2 separate regions of the Sus scrofa genome follow, and region 2 is linked to region 1. The links are chromatin contacts, called in public Hi-C maps. All regions are on one chromosome and are shown on one strand. The core of a region is the stretch at or near the end of the contact, and the rest is flanking DNA. Distances in the headings are between cores, read along the strand shown.

Region 1 (3,641 bases), core at 543-3,042:
CCCCATTAAAAGAATCATGAAGGGGAAACAGCCAAGCCTCTCGTTTTCTCATTAGTGTCTCTCTCTCTCCCTCTCAATACAAACTCTGTATTTGTAATAAAGAAACAAAGAGGTCTCACAGAAAGTGTATTATCAGTGCTGGCTGTTGGAAACAAAATTTCATTTTGCAAATGTAATATCAAAAACTCGGAATTGAAAACTTCAAAAGAAACTTATGCTCTGTGACCAGTGGGGTCTCTGTGGCATAAGAACTGAACTGGTGAGCTGTCCCACCTACTCCAAAGCCTTTCTGAAATATGCAGTGCCTCAGATTTTCCATACCCCTTTGCTGATCTTTTCTCTGAAGGAGGAAGCCGATTTCTTGGCTGCACAGTTAAAGAAGCCAAATAAAGCAGTCTCCCTCCTAATAGGAAGGAGTCTTTTCAAAACACACACACACACACACACACACACACACAGGTATACTTCTTAAAATACAAATAAGAAAGTAAAGCGAGAGAGACAGGGAGATAGAATATGACAACAAAGGAAAGAAAATGCTACTTTATTTTGTCCAGTTTTTTAAAAACCTTCCCACAAAAATGAGCAGCACACTAGAAGGGGATTATCAAAACATCTACCCCTTCTCTCGCTTTACAGTGCAGAAAGCATAGAAAATGAGACTGCAGATGTGAAAAACCCATAGGGAACCCAGTGTAAGTTGCTTAAAAAAATACAAAGCGTTGTTACTATTACCAAAAGTTTTAAAGGGCTAGCTGCCCACCTTCACTGTTCAGTTAGAAAAACCACACCTCTTCCCAGATTTTTTTCTTTCTGGGCCATGCTCTTCCCAAATACTTCCTTCCCAGTTCCCTGCCCCGAACTGTTCCTTTGGTGACACTTCCCCCTCTCAAGCCGCCCCTTCCCCGCCCCGCCGAGTCCTCACCGTATGGTACATGAGAGCCTCTGTTTCCCCGGGCTCTGACAGCTCGCTCAGCTTGCGGTCCCACTGCAGGACGCTCTGCTCCCCGCTCTCCAGCACCTCCATGGTGGTCCGAGGCGCGCTGGGCCGAGGATGCTGAGGGCAGGAGGGGAGCCGGCAGGGTCTCGGAGAGCGAGATTCGCCTCCACACGAGTGTATGTGTGTGTGTGTGTGTGTGTGTGTGTGTGTGTGCGCGCGTGCGTGTGCGTGTAGCTTATGCACTTAGGAAGGAAAACGTTCGCTTCTCTGCCTCAGAAAGAACTGCCAAGGGCTCCGGTCCGGAGATTCCCCGGAGGAGAGTGACGGTCCTGAGGTCAGACCGAAGGCTGAGGAGGTGAAAGCAGGGTGTGCATCCAAAAGAAAGACAGGAAATCAGCTCTCATTCCCAGAAAGCCTTTCTCAACAAGCCCACTCTCCGCTAGGGCTCCAGACACAAACTTTGAGACTCCCCAGGGCTCCTCAGCTCTGCTCCCGGACGCAGCTACGACTCCACCTCCCTCCAGAGCGTGGACCAATCGAATACTCATCTCACCCATCCTACCCAATCAGAAGTCTCGCTCTCCGCCCAAAGGCGGGGGCAGTGGGAAGTCTCCGCCTAGGCTGTGGAATGTGGGAGGGGAGAGCCTTGACGTCACCGGGGAACTACTCCTGTCTTAGCGTGGCCGACAGCCGCAATCTGCGGCAGCAGACAAATGGAGTGCTGGAAACCTAAAGTGATGGACTGGGGGCGCAACCAATGAGGAAAGGGCGCCTGGGAGGGCCAGCCAATCAAATAGCGACAAGAATACATTTTATACTAGGGAGGGTGCACTCTGAAGCCTCTTTAAGAATCCACAGAAATCAGCGCGCGCGTCTGGAGGAGGCCAGAGCTGGTTTCAGGGCTGTGTTACGTACTGTCTTAAGTATTTTCAAATAGATTAGCCCATTGGAGTCTTTCAGGATTTCTGAAAAATAAGTTACATTATACACAAATTAAATATTCTCTGTTGTGCATGAATTTGTATTGGCACAGTTCTGGCAAATCGTAATTGCTGGTGCTTCCTATTTTTCTCCCGCTTTCTGTTGTGCTCTTCTCCTGAGGTGTTTTTTTGTTTTGTTTCGTTTTAATGGGGTCTCCTTATTTTATTTTTTTTCCTTTTATTTACTGAAGAGACATTATTGGAAAGAGTAAAGCTTTCTTTTCCAGGTCATAGAGCTTTTACCTCAAGGGAGGAGTCAGACAGTAAACAGGTAAAGGAATGAGTGATAGAATGTAAGAAAGTGGTAATGCTGTAAAGAAAAATAAAAGCAAGGTAAAAGGATGGGGCAGATGGATGCTATTTTAGTAACAGTCGGGAAGGTGACATCTGCGAGCAGACCTGAGCGAAAGGAGGTGTGGATAGGAGCTGGGTTTTTGTTGGTGTTGTGGCTGTTGCCTGAGCTGCTGCCAGTAAATGAGGGGAGAGGGGGCCCGAGACACAGGCAGGGGCCAGACCACCAGGCCGAGATTAGCAAAGAGCCGCGTCTAAAATACCACCCACCCCCCCCAACAAATTGTGATTTTTCTCCCTCCTTTCAGACTCCTCCTTTGAAGGAAACAGAGTGTTTACATGTATAATTTGTTCACTTTAAATGTAAGGAAGGCATTGCCAGTTGTCTCTAGAAGTTTCTTACAAGGGCACATCCAGCTATGGAGGTAAGGTGTTACTTTGGCCCCTTTGCAGGTATTTTTTTAGTGGGTGGGGTCAGTCAAATTTTGTCTTAAGATTCTTTGTTATCTTTGAGTGACCGTTTATCATAGCGATTCTCCCATTTGTCTGGCCCTATTTCCTGGGTCGTTTGAGAATATTTTAATGCTTGTGTAGAAAATGTAGCTTATGGGCCCGCAGCTTCCTCATACAATTTTTTTTTTTTTTCAGTTTTCTCTTGGTCCTTGGTTTTTATACCTCCTTTACCCCATCCTTTTCATAGATCACCTTTTCAATTTCTAGAGACCTTTCCTGTTTTTCTGAGCATAACACTCAACATGAGCAAGTAAGGTGAGAAACTCCTTCATATTGGATAACATGTATCTGTCAAACATTTCTGCTTTAGACTATGTCAGTCCCAGGTTAGGCCCCATGTGGTTGGCAGCTGCTAAGATGGCTCCAGTGATCCTGCCTCCTGGTATAGCTGCCTCCCCTTGAGTGTGGGCTGGACCTGGGGCCTTCCTTCTAACAAAGAGGAGATGGCAAAGGGATGGGATGTCAGAAAAGAGTCTGGCTCCTGGCTTGTTTGTCCTCTCTTGCTTGGTTGCTCTGAGGGAAGCCAGCTGCCATTCTGTGATTCCCTATGGAGTGACCCACATAGAGGGGGACAGAGGAAGGTGTGTAGCTAACAGCCAGCAAGGAACCAAGTCCCTCAGCCTAACTGAGCAACTGAATTCTGCTCATAACTCCATGCACGAATATGGAAGCAGATCCTCACAGAGGTGAGCCTGAAGATAACTGCAGCCAGAGAAGATGGCAAAAGGGCTAGGATCTTGCAGATGCCTGACCCATGGAAACTAAAGGTAATCAGTCTATGTTGTTTTAAACCATTAAGTTGCTCTTTCATAAAATTGGTAATGTAATAATGATACCCAAAATGTTTGGTTAAATTTGTCTGTCTTGCCAGAAGAACGTCACAGTCCCTATTGGTGAATTTTTTCGGCCTCCTTTGT
Region 2 (3,641 bases), core at 681-3,180, 100 kb before region 1:
CTCGGATCTGGTGTAGCTGCGGCTCTGGCGGAGGCCAGCAGCTACGGCTCCAATTCAGCCGCTAGCCTGGGAACCTCCATATGCCATGGGTGCGGCCGTAAATAGGAAAAAGAAGAAAGAGTTGTACCGCAGACAAAAAAGGTTAAACTATATTTCTGAGGTTTAGACACTAAAGCGTTTAATCTCAGAGAGATTTTTAAGTTCATCAAAGATTGCTTATTGAAAAGATGTTATTTCTGGGAGTTCTCATCATGGGTCAGTGGGAACAAATCTGACTAGCATCCACGAGGACGCAGGTTAGATCCTTGGCCTCGATCAGTGGGTTAAGGATCCGGTGTTGCCGTGAGCTGTGGTGTAGGTTGCATATGCAGATCGGATCCAACTGGACCCCTAGCCTGGGAACCTCCATGTGCCAAGAGTGCAGCCCTCAAAAGACCAAAAATAAATAAATAATAAAATTTTTAAAAATAAAAAATAAAAGTTATTTCCTATCAGAAGTCATAAAGACCACTTAAACTGATGACAAATATTTGCAATACACTTTTGAGAAGTCTAACGACACATTTTTTATTCCCCATGTTTGAAGCTATATAAAATCAGCTCATGACAAAAACCAGATGTGGGAAGGAAGAAAGCGTGTTAGCATGTTGAGATCACAGGCAGTTCTTAGAAAATCTTCAAGACTGTCATCCTGCTGCTTTAGCAGTGGGACCTAAAATTTCCTGCAGGAATAAAGGCCAAGTGCCCCGAATGGCACCCAGGCTGGGTGAAGCTCGGGGAGACAGAACTGGGGGGATCGGGGTGCAGGAATGCAGGGAACACTCACATGAGGCGCCGTGAGGAGCGGGGAGCTGGCCAGCGCCGAGGGGGCCCGCGCTGGGGCCCTGGCGGGGCTGTGGGTCTGCGGCAGGCCGAAGGGGTGCAGGCGCGGGCTGGGGCTCAGGCTGCCCTCGGAGTCGCTGCTGTGGCTGCTGGGAGGGGTGGGCGGTAAGTGCAGGTGGTCCACGGAGGCTGAGGGAGAGAGCGGATTGCATCCATCAGGGAGCCACCAAGCAGGACTTGGGGGCAGTTCAAGCAACCATTAAATATCCATTCAGCTAAACTCAGGGCAGTGGAACAAAAGAAGGAGGAGTCTCTGCTTGGATATGGAAAGGCCTCCGAGATGTGTGGTTAAGGGAGGAGGATAGAGCCTGGTGCACAGCAGCACACGAGGTAACCCTCCTTGAGTTCCATTGTGGCTCAGTGGTCGCAAACCCAACCAGTGTCCGTGAGGACGCAGGTTCAATCCCTGGCCTCGCTCAGTGGGTTAGGGATCCAGCATTGCTGTGAGCTGTGGTGTAGGCCACGAGTTGCAGCTCTGATTGGACCCATAGCCTGGGAACCTCCATATGCCCTAAAAAGACAAAACGAACAAACAAAATGTAACCCTCCTTTTGTACGGAAAAAAAAAAAAAGGAGAGAAAGCGAACACAGACTCCTACCTGCTCATATCTACATAAAGAACCTCTGGAAACTATATGAGAAGCTAATAAGATTATGAAGTAATGGGAGCAGGGGAAATGAGAGTAGATGGGGCTGGCATTGCTGTCCCTCGATTCATTTCACAGAGTTGCCATAGTTTGACTTGTAAATCATGTTAACGTATTGGGATCTATCTTTTTCAAAAAATAGCAAAAGCTGGGAGCCCAGGAGTGTTTGAGCAAAGCTCATTTGTTTCAGGAGGAATGTGCATGGGAGGGCCCACAGGCAGATGCCAGGCATTCTTGACTCAGATGACACCCAGTTCCTCAGCAGATAGATAGGTAGGCACTGGAAGATAAATGGGGGGGGGGGGGGATTTCCTCCCGCAAAGTCCCTCAGCATCTAAGCATTCTTCCTTGGGGAGGGACACACACACTCTGCCGGCGCCTTCCAGCCTTGGTCGGTGCCAATTGTGCATCTCCAGGGACGGGCTCCTGAAGGGGAATCACTCAAGTTCAACCTGACCGGCGAGCTTTGAGGCCTCCCTCTTTTTCTGACCTGCCGACCTCCGCATTGGGCTGAAATGCTCTGAGAGCCGGCCGCTGTTACTGAGCCAAGGGACATGACCTCGGGTAAGCCTTTCACGCCACACCCCTCCTGAGCCCCCCCCAGGACAACAGAGCCCTTGGTGCAGCGGCCCTGAGCTGGCGAGGCGCCCAGGGGCCTCACACACACCTGGACTTGCTTGGCCAGAGAACGGCTCGGGGCTGTGGAAAGGCCTCAGTCTCCCGCCTGATGTCCCACGGATGGAAAGGGCTTTCGGAGACACAGCTACTCACCTAAGGAGAAGGACTCCCAGAGCTGCCTTTGGAGGTGACCAGCTGCAACCAGGCAGCTCTGTCGCCCCTAAAACTCCTGAGTGTCCTAGGAACCACGAGATGCCTCGCTGCCCCCCTCGCCCCCGCCCCCATTCACGTCACACATTCTCTCAATCTCTCTCTCTCTCTCTCTCTCTCTCTAACCCTTCTCTCTTCTCCTCCTAACACACTACTTTTCACTAGATGCGTCCCTTTTTCTCAGCCAAAGAGCTCCCCGGGTTTTTAGAGTCTGCGGGCACTCTTAAAGCAAAGGAATATTCTAAAACAATCCTACATACCTCTACTGCCAAGTCCTCTGCCAATAGCTCCAGGCAGCTAAGGAGCGTATGCGTGTGCCTTAAATGTGTGCTCGCCTAGAAAGGAGGAGCCCTGAGAGTGTCACCAAGGCTTTCCCAGTGCCGTGACGACCTGCGACACTCGTGGTGTCGGACGCAGTAAGCAAGGAGGCCATCAGACTGGGGTGGCTCTAGCCCCCTGGTGGCCTATGTAGGCGACCCAAAATCTAAGCCTGTAAATGCTTCAAGGTTACCAGACTGAAGCCTAAGGACAATCAGTCACAAACAGCCCACTCAGCTTTAGGTTAGAGCCAATCAGTAATTTCCTTACTTTGCTTCCTTCTTTTCTATATAAAAGTCTCCCCCTAGCTCCTGTAGGTGAAACCTTCTAACCACTTCCGGTTCGGTGCTGCAGAACCTAATAAATTTTTGCTCAAAGATGTGCTTAAAATGTTTAATTTTTTAGAGTTTCTCTTCTAACAATGTTTATCTTTTTATTTATTTATTTTTAAATTTTTTTTTTTTTGGCTTTTTGTAGGGCCGCACCTATGGCCTATGGAGGTTCCCAGGCTAGGCGTCTACAGCCACCAGCCTACACCACAGCCACAGCAATGCAGGATTCGAGCCACATCTGCGACCTACACCACAGCTCACAGCAATGGTAGATCCTTAACCCACTGAGCAAGGCCAGGGATCGAACCCGCAACCTCATGGTTCCTAGTCTTATTTGTTTCCACTGCGCCACGACGGAACTCCTATCTTTTTAACCATGGCCAACAAACAAGCAAACCAAAATCAAAACCAAACCCAGGAGCTGAGGAACCTAATACGGGCTCCGGTTGTCTGGGATGCGGAGCTGTCGGATTCTGGAGAACCAGCCCAGAGGACTAGAGTTTATTCGTCCCTTTCACTGGGCACAGTCCAAATTATTCTAATACTGTTCCTCCTATGTGAGCAGACGGTGCTCCACAAAACACGGAAAAGGCACGGCAGGAAAAGTGAAGCAAACTCAAATCTCCTCTTACTT

Evidence for each region. A called contact is a pair of places that touch in the nucleus more often than the background predicts.
Region 2: a Hi-C map of retroperitoneal adipose tissue shows a contact between it and region 1, with 2.3 times the contacts expected there. The contact joins the enhancer-like site here to the promoter of AKR1D1 in region 1. A contact is called at or near these places in 5 of 5 promoter capture datasets (fetal liver, fetal skeletal muscle, liver and 1 more), 6 of 47 Hi-C or Micro-C datasets (embryonic fibroblasts, liver, mesenteric adipose tissue and 2 more) and 2 of 2 datasets of contacts at active chromatin or transcription factors (alveolar macrophages and skeletal muscle).

The regions. Positions count from the first base shown.
Region 1 is chr18:11,530,997-11,534,637 of Sscrofa11.1, reverse strand. AKR1D1 (3-oxo-5-beta-steroid 4-dehydrogenase) reads left to right here and starts at 1,792. Exons shown (of 9, transcript XM_021078691.1): 1 at 1,792-3,491. The coding sequence starts at 3,468. CREB3L2 (cyclic AMP-responsive element-binding protein 3-like protein 2) reads right to left here and starts at 1,454. Exons shown (of 12, transcript XM_003134635.4): 1 at 926-1,454. The coding sequence starts at 1,027.
Region 2 is chr18:11,633,945-11,637,585 of Sscrofa11.1, reverse strand. It overlaps CREB3L2 (cyclic AMP-responsive element-binding protein 3-like protein 2), which reads right to left. Exons shown (of 12, transcript XM_003134635.4): 5 at 827-1,011. Among named protein-coding and RNA genes, the nearest start is that of DGKI, 69 kb to the left of the region's middle. Within about 2 kb of position 1,930, at least 10 of the 83 cell types and tissues checked have an H3K27ac peak or open chromatin away from gene starts, as enhancers often do. A contact at or near this core is called in fetal liver and retroperitoneal adipose tissue, where this site is marked.